Regions from separate parts of the Pan troglodytes genome. Here regions 1 and 3 are each linked to region 2. Evidence: chromatin contacts called from public HiChIP or PLAC-seq data. All regions are on one chromosome and are shown on one strand. The core of a region is the stretch at or near the end of the contact, and the rest is flanking DNA. Distances in the headings are between cores, read along the strand shown. Region 1 holds the start of ARHGEF25 (Rho guanine nucleotide exchange factor 25). Region 2 holds the start of TSPAN31 (tetraspanin 31). Region 3 holds the start of PIP4K2C (phosphatidylinositol-5-phosphate 4-kinase type 2 gamma).

Region 1 (2,901 bases), core at 139-2,638, 130 kb after region 2:
CCCCGAGCCACTGGCGCTGTGCGGGTCCCAGCGGAGCGGCGAGCTGAATAACAGGCCTGGCCGCGGGGCCGCCACGAGGCGGGGCCTCTGCGGCCCAGCTCCGCCCTCTCCATCGCGTTCCCCCTCCTGCCTGCGCCGGGTTCCCGCCCCGATCGCCCCTCCCCCAGACACCACCACGTTCCCACTCCACGTCCCCAGCGCTTTTTCCCCTCCCCAGCCCGTGCTCCCCTGCCCCGGGGTCCCCCTCCCTCTCGCATCCCGGGCTCTGCGGAGGGCTGGGGTCGGGGTTCAGCCTGTCGGCAGGGTCTGCCCAGGTCTCCCCTTGGCCTCTGCGATGAAGGAGGACTCAGTGGATGGGGCCTTGGCCTGTGCGAAGATGTTCTGGGTTTGGGGCTGTCCCCGGCCGAGTGGACAGAGGCCCCCTGGTACGGGGTGCGTGTATGGGGAGTCTTTTGTGGGTGAACACAACCCAGATGCCGCCCTCTCTCAGGCCCCTTCTTTCCTCCAGGCCCCGGGACTCCAGCTAAGACTAATCGCCAATTAAGGCGAAGTCCTGGAGCCCGGGCTGGCGAGGGGCCAGGGGTGGGGCGCGGGGACACTCTGCCTGCGAGGGCTCGGGACCGACTGGGATGGGGGACACACATTGGACTCGAAGGCAAGAAGAGTGGAGGTCTCTGCGATTAAATGGGTCTCATGCAAATTAGATGCGAACTTTATGCTAATAAGAGTAGAATATTTTTGAATTCGCCACTTGGCGCAGGATAGCAAACTGTGCCCCACCCCACCCCCAGCTTCTTACCGGGCTGCAGAGCCCCGGCGAGGACCTCATGTTCGCGATCCCTTCTGTGATCTCCCTCCGTACGTTCAGACTCTGGCTCGGTACCCACCAACCCTAGAGGGCTTCTTCTCGGGGGCTGCGGGGACAGAACCACTGTAAGGAACCTGCCCTCCTAGGCAGCCCTGACCTCCCCCTTCCCCTTCTCCTACCTGTCAAAATCCACATTGTTATAAAAGGCTCGCCCAGAACGGGGCTATGGCCCTCGTAATAGAATTCATGTATTCCTGCGACTGCCCCGCAGAACTCGTTTTCGGATAAGTTGAGTTGTGGGTACAGCCCTCCTGAAGGCCCCGAAAGACCCCCGACCCCACCGCGAGCCCCCATTCTTACCCCCTCCTGCCCGGGGAGGGCGCATGCGCGCAGCATGCCCCCCATGACCCCCAGTATCCGGTCAGTGCGGCCAGGGGCGGGGCGGTCCGGGGGCTTCATACTGAACCCCCACCCTGCTCCAAGTTTCAGGGTCGAGGGGGCACTGAAGCTGGGGGGCTTTGAGGCCTGCGCGCGTCCGGGGAGTTGCTGCTGCGGAATCCGCCCCCTGCCCGGCTCCGCCCCCACTTCCACCCCAGCCAGACTTCGCAGAGTGGGTAGGGTTGTTTTCTCTACAACCATAGTTGAACAACAAAAAAACACCCTCTTAATACTAATTCCAACATCGAAGTGTGACCCAGGGTTTCTCAGTGTTACTACAGAGCCCGCTGGTGCATCCCGTTTCCCCAGGTCCTCAGGAGGCAGAGGGACTGGGAGTGCACGCAGGGATCACCCCATCATCCCCTCTCCCCTTTCCAGCAGGTCCCTCTCCCCACCCCACCCCCACCCAGTCCCTGGAAAAGAACGGGTGTGGCATAAAGAGTTGCATATTTTACTTTATTTTTATTAAATTAAAAGCTACAGTCTGGCAGCGATTCCAGAACAGGGTAAGGAGGTTCCTCACAGGGGTCAGAGAAGAGCGGAGAAAGACAGACTGACGGAGACTGAGACACAGGAGAGAAAGGACAAGGTTAAGGGAGAACTGTATCTGATGAACACACACAGCCGGCTCCATGGGGGGTGACGGGGAGCTCACATCAGCCCAATTTCTCCTCCCTGGCACCCGAAGTTCAGCGGTGGAGCAGTATGTGGGGGCGGTTAGGAATCAAGAGACCCTCCCTTCCCCACCCTAGGTCCTTTCTCGGCTTGGTCATGGAGCACAGCACATACCAGAAAAAGCCAAGGGCAATGGAGGGGCAGGGAAACCGGGAGTATATGTACACGGGGAGGGGAGAACAGAGCCTTGGAGGTCGGCCTCTGCCAGAAGGGAGTGGCTCACACTGCATTGAAACACTTGGCCAGTGGGGGATGGGGGAAGGGATTGCCCCCTCCCTCTCGGAACTCCCTTCCCAGTCAGACAGGTCCCCTACAGGTGTGGTGTGGGGGGCAGGGGGCAGAGAGGAGAAAGAGGCTTCTGCTGGGTCCTAGTAGAGGCAGACAGCAGGGGCCTTGGCAAAGGCGATGTCCTTCAGTCATCTGTGATACCCTTCGCTCTCAGCTCCTCTTGCACCCGGGTCAGGTAGGTGGGGTCTGGGTACCCAAACCTGGGAGCAAAGAGAAATGAGGGTGAGGGTTGTTAGCTGTTTGAACTTGCTATTATCCCCATGCTCACCCTCATTCTAGGTGGCTCAGACACCTCCCCACCTCCCCTAAGGGAGGACACCTCCAAATCCAAGATAATTTAGCCCAATTCTGCTTATTTTTGTAGGCTAAGCTGGGCACACCAGGACCAGGTTGAATGTAGGAGAAACTGAGATGGCTGAACAGTTTGGAAGTGGTTCTCTCCAGTTAGGAGGCTCCGTGAGCGAGGGGTTGGTGGGTCCCTCAGTGGAAATGGAACAAATGGGAGGAGCCAAGGGAAAGGAAATGAAGAGGGGTCGCACAGCTGGGGTCCCCCTGTGCAGCTGGTCTTGTGGTGGATGTCGTTCCAGGTGATGACATTCGGTCTCCCTGTGGTCATGGACGTGCCGATAGTGAAGGTGAGACGCTGGTCAAACGCCTTGCGGAACAGGGTCAGCACCTTGTTGCCCTCAGGG
Region 2 (3,032 bases), core at 429-2,928:
CAACTGAAGGGTCCTTATACTTGGGGAGTGAAATCCTCCACCTGTGGGTAACCAGGTGTCAGGGCAGTGCCTCCACTAATTCAGCATCCCCCGGTTGGTCCCCTACCCACCATACACACGGATTCCTCTCTGCTTCTGCCCGCTGTTTCTGAGGCACTCTTGGAGCTACGGTTGCTATGGAGACTGGATGCATTTTGGCATGGGGGGGTATCAGTCTAAGACACATCCTTCTCCCTCCTCCTAGAGCTGGAGCCTTTGACTTACCCTGTGGCCTGGGCTCCTCCAGCACTCAGATCTCTCCCTTCTCTCCTACCCTGCTAAGTTCCATGTTTGTCCCCATCCCTGGGGAACATTTTCCAAGTTCACTTTGGGACAGTCGAGCTCAAGTCTTGGCCTCGTCAAAGTATTAAATGTGGTGGTGTGAGTGGGAAAGGGAGCTGGGTCATGAGAACGGGAACCTTCCAGGTACCTGGGGGAGACAAGAGATCCTGGGGGAAGGGATTTCAGGGCCCCCACTTTCCCACTTCATCTTCCCCAGAATTGGCAGTGACCCTGGGTTTGCTCTGTTTACCGCGGCCCCTGTCCACCCAATAGATCGATTTTCACCCTTATCCCTAAATGCCATACCTCACAATCGCGCTTCCTAACCTTGGTGCGCGAGAGGAGGGGGCTAGGTTGTTGGAGGAGGTGAGTCCAAGTCCCAGGAAATCCAGCCCAGGATTTGGGAGAGAAATCCAGCCCTGGATTTTGCACCGCCCTCGCAGACATCGGTGCTGGTGGAGAAAAGGTGGGGGGGAGATAGGGTGGGGGGGCCTGGGGGCCGCCTCCTCCTCAATGTGAGGGGAGCGCCCGGACACAGCGCGCATCCGGACCAAGCCGAGCCCAGGCGAGGCCCCCGGACTCTTCGCCCGGATCTCACGCCCCTCCCCTCCCAGACCCCAGACCCGTGGGTTCCCACCCACCTCCCGTTCCCTCTTTCCTCCCCCGCCGCCTCCTGTATCTCCATCCCCAGCATCCTCCCCGCGCCCCTGCGAATCCCCCGCACGGCCAGCCCCACTAGCTTCCCACCCTCCTCTAGACCCTCTTTCCGACCGCATCCGCGGCTCCTGTCCCTTGAGTCCCAATTCCCCGCCCCTGCCTCCCCCGCACAGGTTCGTTTCCCCTAGCCTCCGCTCCCCTTTTCTGCTCCCTTTTCCTCTCTCTCCCCCATTTGCCCCCACTACTGTCCTCCCCTCCCTCCCCCACCCATCTCAGCGCCCCCACCCAGGCCGGGGTGGACGGTCCGGCGCGCCTCCCTGGAGCAGCACCAAGGTCCCGGGGCTCCAAGAGGGTGGGGGCGCAGGGCGGGGAGCATGGGGAGGGGGCGCCCCATGTGATGGGAGGGGGGCGCAAGCGGAGGCGGCGGAGGCGGCGGCGACAGCGGAGCCGGGCCGGGGGCTCAGCGGGGTCCGGGGGCTGGGGGCAGCGAGCAGGGCGGCCCCATGGCCGGGCCCCCCTGAGGCAGTCCGGGGGAGTCCCCTCCCCTCCCCAGCTCGGGGGTCTCCGGGCCCCATGAGCCGGGGCGCGGGCGCGCTTCAGCGCCGGACAACGACCTACCTCATCTCGCTGACCCTGGTTAAGCTCGAGTCGGTGCCTCCGCCGCCGCCTTCTCCGTCTGCGGCCGCGGCCGGCGCCGCCGGTGCCAGAGGCTCCGAGACTGGGGATCCTGGCAGCCCCCGAGGCGCGGAGGAGCCGGGCAAGAAGCGGCACGAACGTCTCTTCCACCGGCAGGATGCGCTGTGGATCAGCACGAGCAGCGCGGGCACCGGGGGCGCGGAGCCCCCAGCCCTGTCCCCGGCTCCGGCCAGTCCGGCCCGCCCAGTCTCCCCCGCTCCCGGCCGCCGCCTCTCCCTCTGGGCCGTCCCTCCGGGACCCCCGCTCTCCGGGGGACTGAGCCCCGACCCCAAGCCTGGGGGCGCCCCCACCTCCTCCCGGCGCCCCCTACTCAGCAGCCCGAGCTGGGGCGGCCCGGAGCCCGAAGGCCGGGCGGGCGGCGGCATCCCTGGCTCATCCTCTCCGCACCCTGGCACTGGCAGCCGGAGGCTCAAGGTGGCGCCTCCTCCGCCGGCTCCCAAGCCTTGCAAGACCGTGACCACGAGTGGAGCCAAAGCCGGCGGGGGCAAGGGCGCGGGTAGCCGCCTGTCATGGCCCGAAAGCGAGGGCAAGCCCAGGGTCAAGGGGTCAAAGAGCAGCGCTGGGACTGGAGCTTCGGTCTCTGCCGCCGCCACCGCTGCCGCCGCCGGGGGAGGGGGCGCTACAGCTTCGACCTCTGGTGGGGTCGGGGCTGGGGCTGGAGCCCGAGGGAAGTTGTCCCCTCGGAAAGGCAAGAGTAAGACCTTGGACAACAGTGACTTGCATCCGGGACCGCCTGCCGGCTCTCCTCCTCCGCTAACCCTCCCACCAACTCCGAGTCCAGCCACTGCTGTCACCGCTGCTTCCGCGCAGCCCCCCGGGCCTGCACCTCCAATCACTCTGGAGCCTCCAGCTCCGGGGCTGAAACGGGGCCGGGAGGGGGGCCGAGCATCCACTCGTGACCGCAAGATGCTCAAGTTTATCAGCGGCATCTTCACCAAGAGCACAGGAGGGCCTCCTGGCTCCGGGCCCCTTCCCGGACCCCCCAGCCTGTCTTCTGGCAGCGGGTCCAGGGAGCTGCTGGGCGCCGAGCTCCGCGCTTCCCCTAGTGAGTTGAGTCAGGGCTTGAGAACAGGGAGGGAAGGGTACCTGGAATGCTCAGCTTGGGGTGGAGGAGCGAGGTCCAGGAAACTAGGGAAGCTTTTCTCTGGGGTGGGCGGATGAACCAAGCTCACTCCTCTGCCAAGGATTGGGGCAAAGAATAGGAGTCCTGAAGCGGAGCGAGTAGCTGCATTGTGCGACAGGAGAAAGGACTTGATTTCAGAGGGACTCAGCCTCAGAGCTTTCTGGGAAAATAATGTCCTTGATCAGAGTGACTAGAAAATTGCTCCCAGAGAAGCCCAGGACCCCACTTCCAGCCT
Region 3 (2,920 bases), core at 207-2,706, 150 kb after region 2:
ATCCAAAAGAGATCCGACTGGCCACAAACAACATTCTTAATTTTTGGTTAAGAAATTCTTTACCACAAATTAAAAATGTGACAAAACGCGTATTCTTCCTCACAACTTCCATCTCCACAGCCTAGCCATGACTATATTCAAGAACGTTGATTTCGAAAATTTTCCGTGTCACATTCAAGATCACTGCATTTCTCCCACTCCAGACCTGACGGAAGATGGGCAATGGCTGTGCTTCTTTCAGCTGAGGTATCCTCAGGAAAGGGGATGGAGGTCTCCTTGGCCTCCTCCTGACTCCCAGAGCAGTTTCCTGCTTCAAAAGTTCACCACCATAGTGACCTCAGGAACAGAGCCCCTCAGCCTTCTCTTTGGTCAACAATCGCCACCACCTCTAGCCAGCGATAAGGATGCAGTTAAGACCAAAGGCATATATACATAAGTCCTGAGAGAGTGCAACTTCTAGCTCAGGGTGGGGTAGCTTCTCTAAAATGCTGTACCTCTGGAAGGGAAAGGAAGGGACAAGCAGGATTAGAAAGCCCAGGAAACCTGGAGCTTCCCCGAGACAAAACCAAGATTCAAAAGCCAAGGACCGGGGCTGGGAAGCAAGGTGGAAAGCAAAGTGAAAGAACCTTTTCATCCATCTACTCCCCTCGGCCCCTCACCCTCCACCTACACTCTCACCAACAACCACCCGAGAAAAAGCCACTCCCCCTAATGTCCTCCCCGCTTGCGCCCGGTCCTGGCCAGTCCGCGTAGCCTGAGGCTGAAGCTAGACATGGCAGGAAGGAGTCAAAGCACAGGGAGCTGGATTTCACGGGGGGAAGGTGGAACTAGAGTGGAGCAGTAAAGAACTGATGGGGAGAAAAAAGTCCACAGTCAGAAAACCTGCTGGGGGAACACCTGGGGTTGGTGGGCAGGGACCAAGACAACCCGGGGGAGGGGAGTGGCACTGCGTGGGGCTCCGGAGGCTGGAGGCTGGAAACAGGGACGCCTCGGAGCCGAGGGGTTTGGACAGGGCTGCGGGGGTCTAGGGCTGGTTCTCACCGAGTGGGCTACGCCCCACAGGAACACACCCACCAGCGGGTCGGCCGCCCGGAACACCTTCACCTTCTGCTGCACGAAATGCTTCTTCTTGGTCTTGGAGGCGAAGCCGAAACCTGGGCCGGGGCCTGCTGTCGCCGCCGATACCGTGGCTGGTGGGACCGAGGAGGACGCCATAGTCTCCCGCGCAACCGACCAAGTGGAAGCCGGAGCCGGCAGCTATCCAGGCGCCCGACCCCGGAAGCGGCGCTCACCTGCGCTGCTGTCACGTGACCGGAGGCCGGACAACGGACGCGCGAACAGAGCGAGGCAGGACGGGGCGGGGCGACGCTGGCCCCGCCCCCCGGCGCCTGCCTGCCTGCCCCAATGTCCGCTCAGTGTGTGGGCTCACCTGGCGTGCGGGATCCCTGTAAGCTGACGAAGCAAGCGGCCCGCGAGGCCCCTCGAACTGTCAACTAGGAGACCGTGGTGCGGCCTGGGCTGGCCTGATTGACTCCCAAGGTCTAGGGCTTCTTTGCTGCAAAGTGGCCGCCTTCCGGCTTTGCCCAGTTTCTAATGAGTAACCTCGGACCTGATGCTAATGCGAAAGCATTCTTACTGAATGGGGATTGGGAAGGGGAGGGTTTTGGAAACCCAAAATTCTTACCAGTGGTCTCAAGCGTCTTGAAATTCATTCATTCATTTAACAATGATTTATTGTGCACTTAGTTGTACTAGGTCCTGTTCTAGGGGCTGATTTTCCTTTTATTGAAGCAGGGAATAGGACAGTGACTGCCCCGAAGTAGTTGGGAGTCTAATGGCACTGGCTGGCCAATGGAGATCAAGTTTGCAGTATGCAAAGTATGAGCTATCCTAGAACTGTGTATGAAGCAAAGACAATGATACAAAGAAAGGAAGTGTAGCTGGTCAGGGAAGGCTTCAAAGAGGATAGAGACTTTACTGAGTTTGGAAGGGTGGATGGAGTTCAGGAATAGAGGTTAAAAGGCTGTCTAGACAAAGAGAACAGCATACAAAGACATGGAGACAAGAAAGAACGAAGCCGGGCGCGGTGGCTCACGCCTGTAATCCCAGCACTTTGGGAGGCCGAGGCGGGAGGATCACCTGAGGTTGGGAGTTCAAGACCAGCCTGGCCAACATGGTGAAACCTCGTCTCTACAAAAATACAAAAATTAGCCGGGCATTAGCCGGGCGTGGTGGCGTGAGCCTGTAATCCCAGCTACTCAGGAGGCTGAGGCAGGAGAATCACTTGAACCCAGGAGGCGGAGGTAGCAGTGAGCTGAGATCACGCCAAGCAGAGATCACGCCACTGCACTCCAGCCTGGGTGACAGAGTGAGACTCCATCTCAAAAAAAAAAAAAAAAAAAAAAAGCCGGGCATGTTGGCAGGTGCCTGTAGTCCCAGCTACTTGAGAAGCTGAGGCAGGAGAATCGCTTGAACCCAGGAGGCAGAGGTTGCAGTGAGCCCAGATCATGCCATTGCACTCCAGCCTGGGCGACAGAGCAAGACTCTGTCTCAAAAAAAAAAAAAAAAAAAAAAGCCAGATGCGGCAGCTCACGCCTATAATCCCAGCACTTTGCGGGGCCGAGTCGGGAGGATCACCTGAGGTCAGGAGTTGTGGGCAAAGGATTACCCAGGTGCCAAGGCAAGAGACTGAAGGCACAAACTGTTGCAGTATAATAAAGAAAATAGTTAGAATAAAGAGTAGTTACAATACAAATTAGATATAGAGATGATCATGGACAATTATCAATCATCAGTATAAACATTATAAATCATTAGCTTTTAATATTACTCTTTGTTGCATTACTAATATAACCTAGGAATAACCGGCAGGTATAGGGTCAGGTGCTGAAGGGACATTGTGAGAAATGACCTAGAAGGC

The links. HiChIP or PLAC-seq counts read pairs in DNA pulled down with a chosen protein or histone mark.
Region 1: a contact with region 2 is called in an H3K4me3 HiChIP or PLAC-seq map of stem cell-derived excitatory neurons, with 2.4 times the contacts expected there. The contact joins the promoter of ARHGEF25 here to the promoter of TSPAN31 in region 2. A contact is called at or near these places in 2 of 7 Hi-C or Micro-C datasets (induced pluripotent stem cells and stem cell-derived neural progenitor cells) and 1 of 1 datasets of contacts at active chromatin or transcription factors (stem cell-derived excitatory neurons).
Region 3: an H3K4me3 HiChIP or PLAC-seq map of stem cell-derived excitatory neurons shows a contact between it and region 2, with 4 times the contacts expected there. The contact joins the promoter of PIP4K2C here to the promoter of TSPAN31 in region 2. A contact is called at or near these places in 1 of 7 Hi-C or Micro-C datasets (stem cell-derived neural progenitor cells) and 1 of 1 datasets of contacts at active chromatin or transcription factors (stem cell-derived excitatory neurons).

What each region holds. Positions count from the first base shown.
Region 1 is chr10:38,420,853-38,423,753 of NHGRI_mPanTro3-v2.0_pri, forward strand. ARHGEF25 (Rho guanine nucleotide exchange factor 25) reads right to left here and starts at 1,389. Exons shown (of 16, transcript XM_001167786.7): 1 at 1,169-1,389; 2 at 800-914. The coding sequence starts at 1,267. DTX3 (deltex E3 ubiquitin ligase 3) reads right to left here. Exons shown (of 7, transcript XM_063785535.1): 6 at 2,749-2,901; 7 at 1,684-2,409. The coding sequence ends at 2,334.
Region 2 is chr10:38,292,503-38,295,534 of NHGRI_mPanTro3-v2.0_pri, forward strand. It overlaps TSPAN31 (tetraspanin 31), which reads right to left and starts at 1,679. Exons shown (of 6, transcript XM_009425033.5): 1 at 1,597-1,679. All of the region lies in intron 1 of AGAP2 (ArfGAP with GTPase domain, ankyrin repeat and PH domain 2), which reads left to right.
Region 3 is chr10:38,439,801-38,442,720 of NHGRI_mPanTro3-v2.0_pri, forward strand. PIP4K2C (phosphatidylinositol-5-phosphate 4-kinase type 2 gamma) reads right to left here and starts at 1,457. Exons shown (of 11, transcript XM_009425058.5): 1 at 1,042-1,457. The coding sequence starts at 1,215.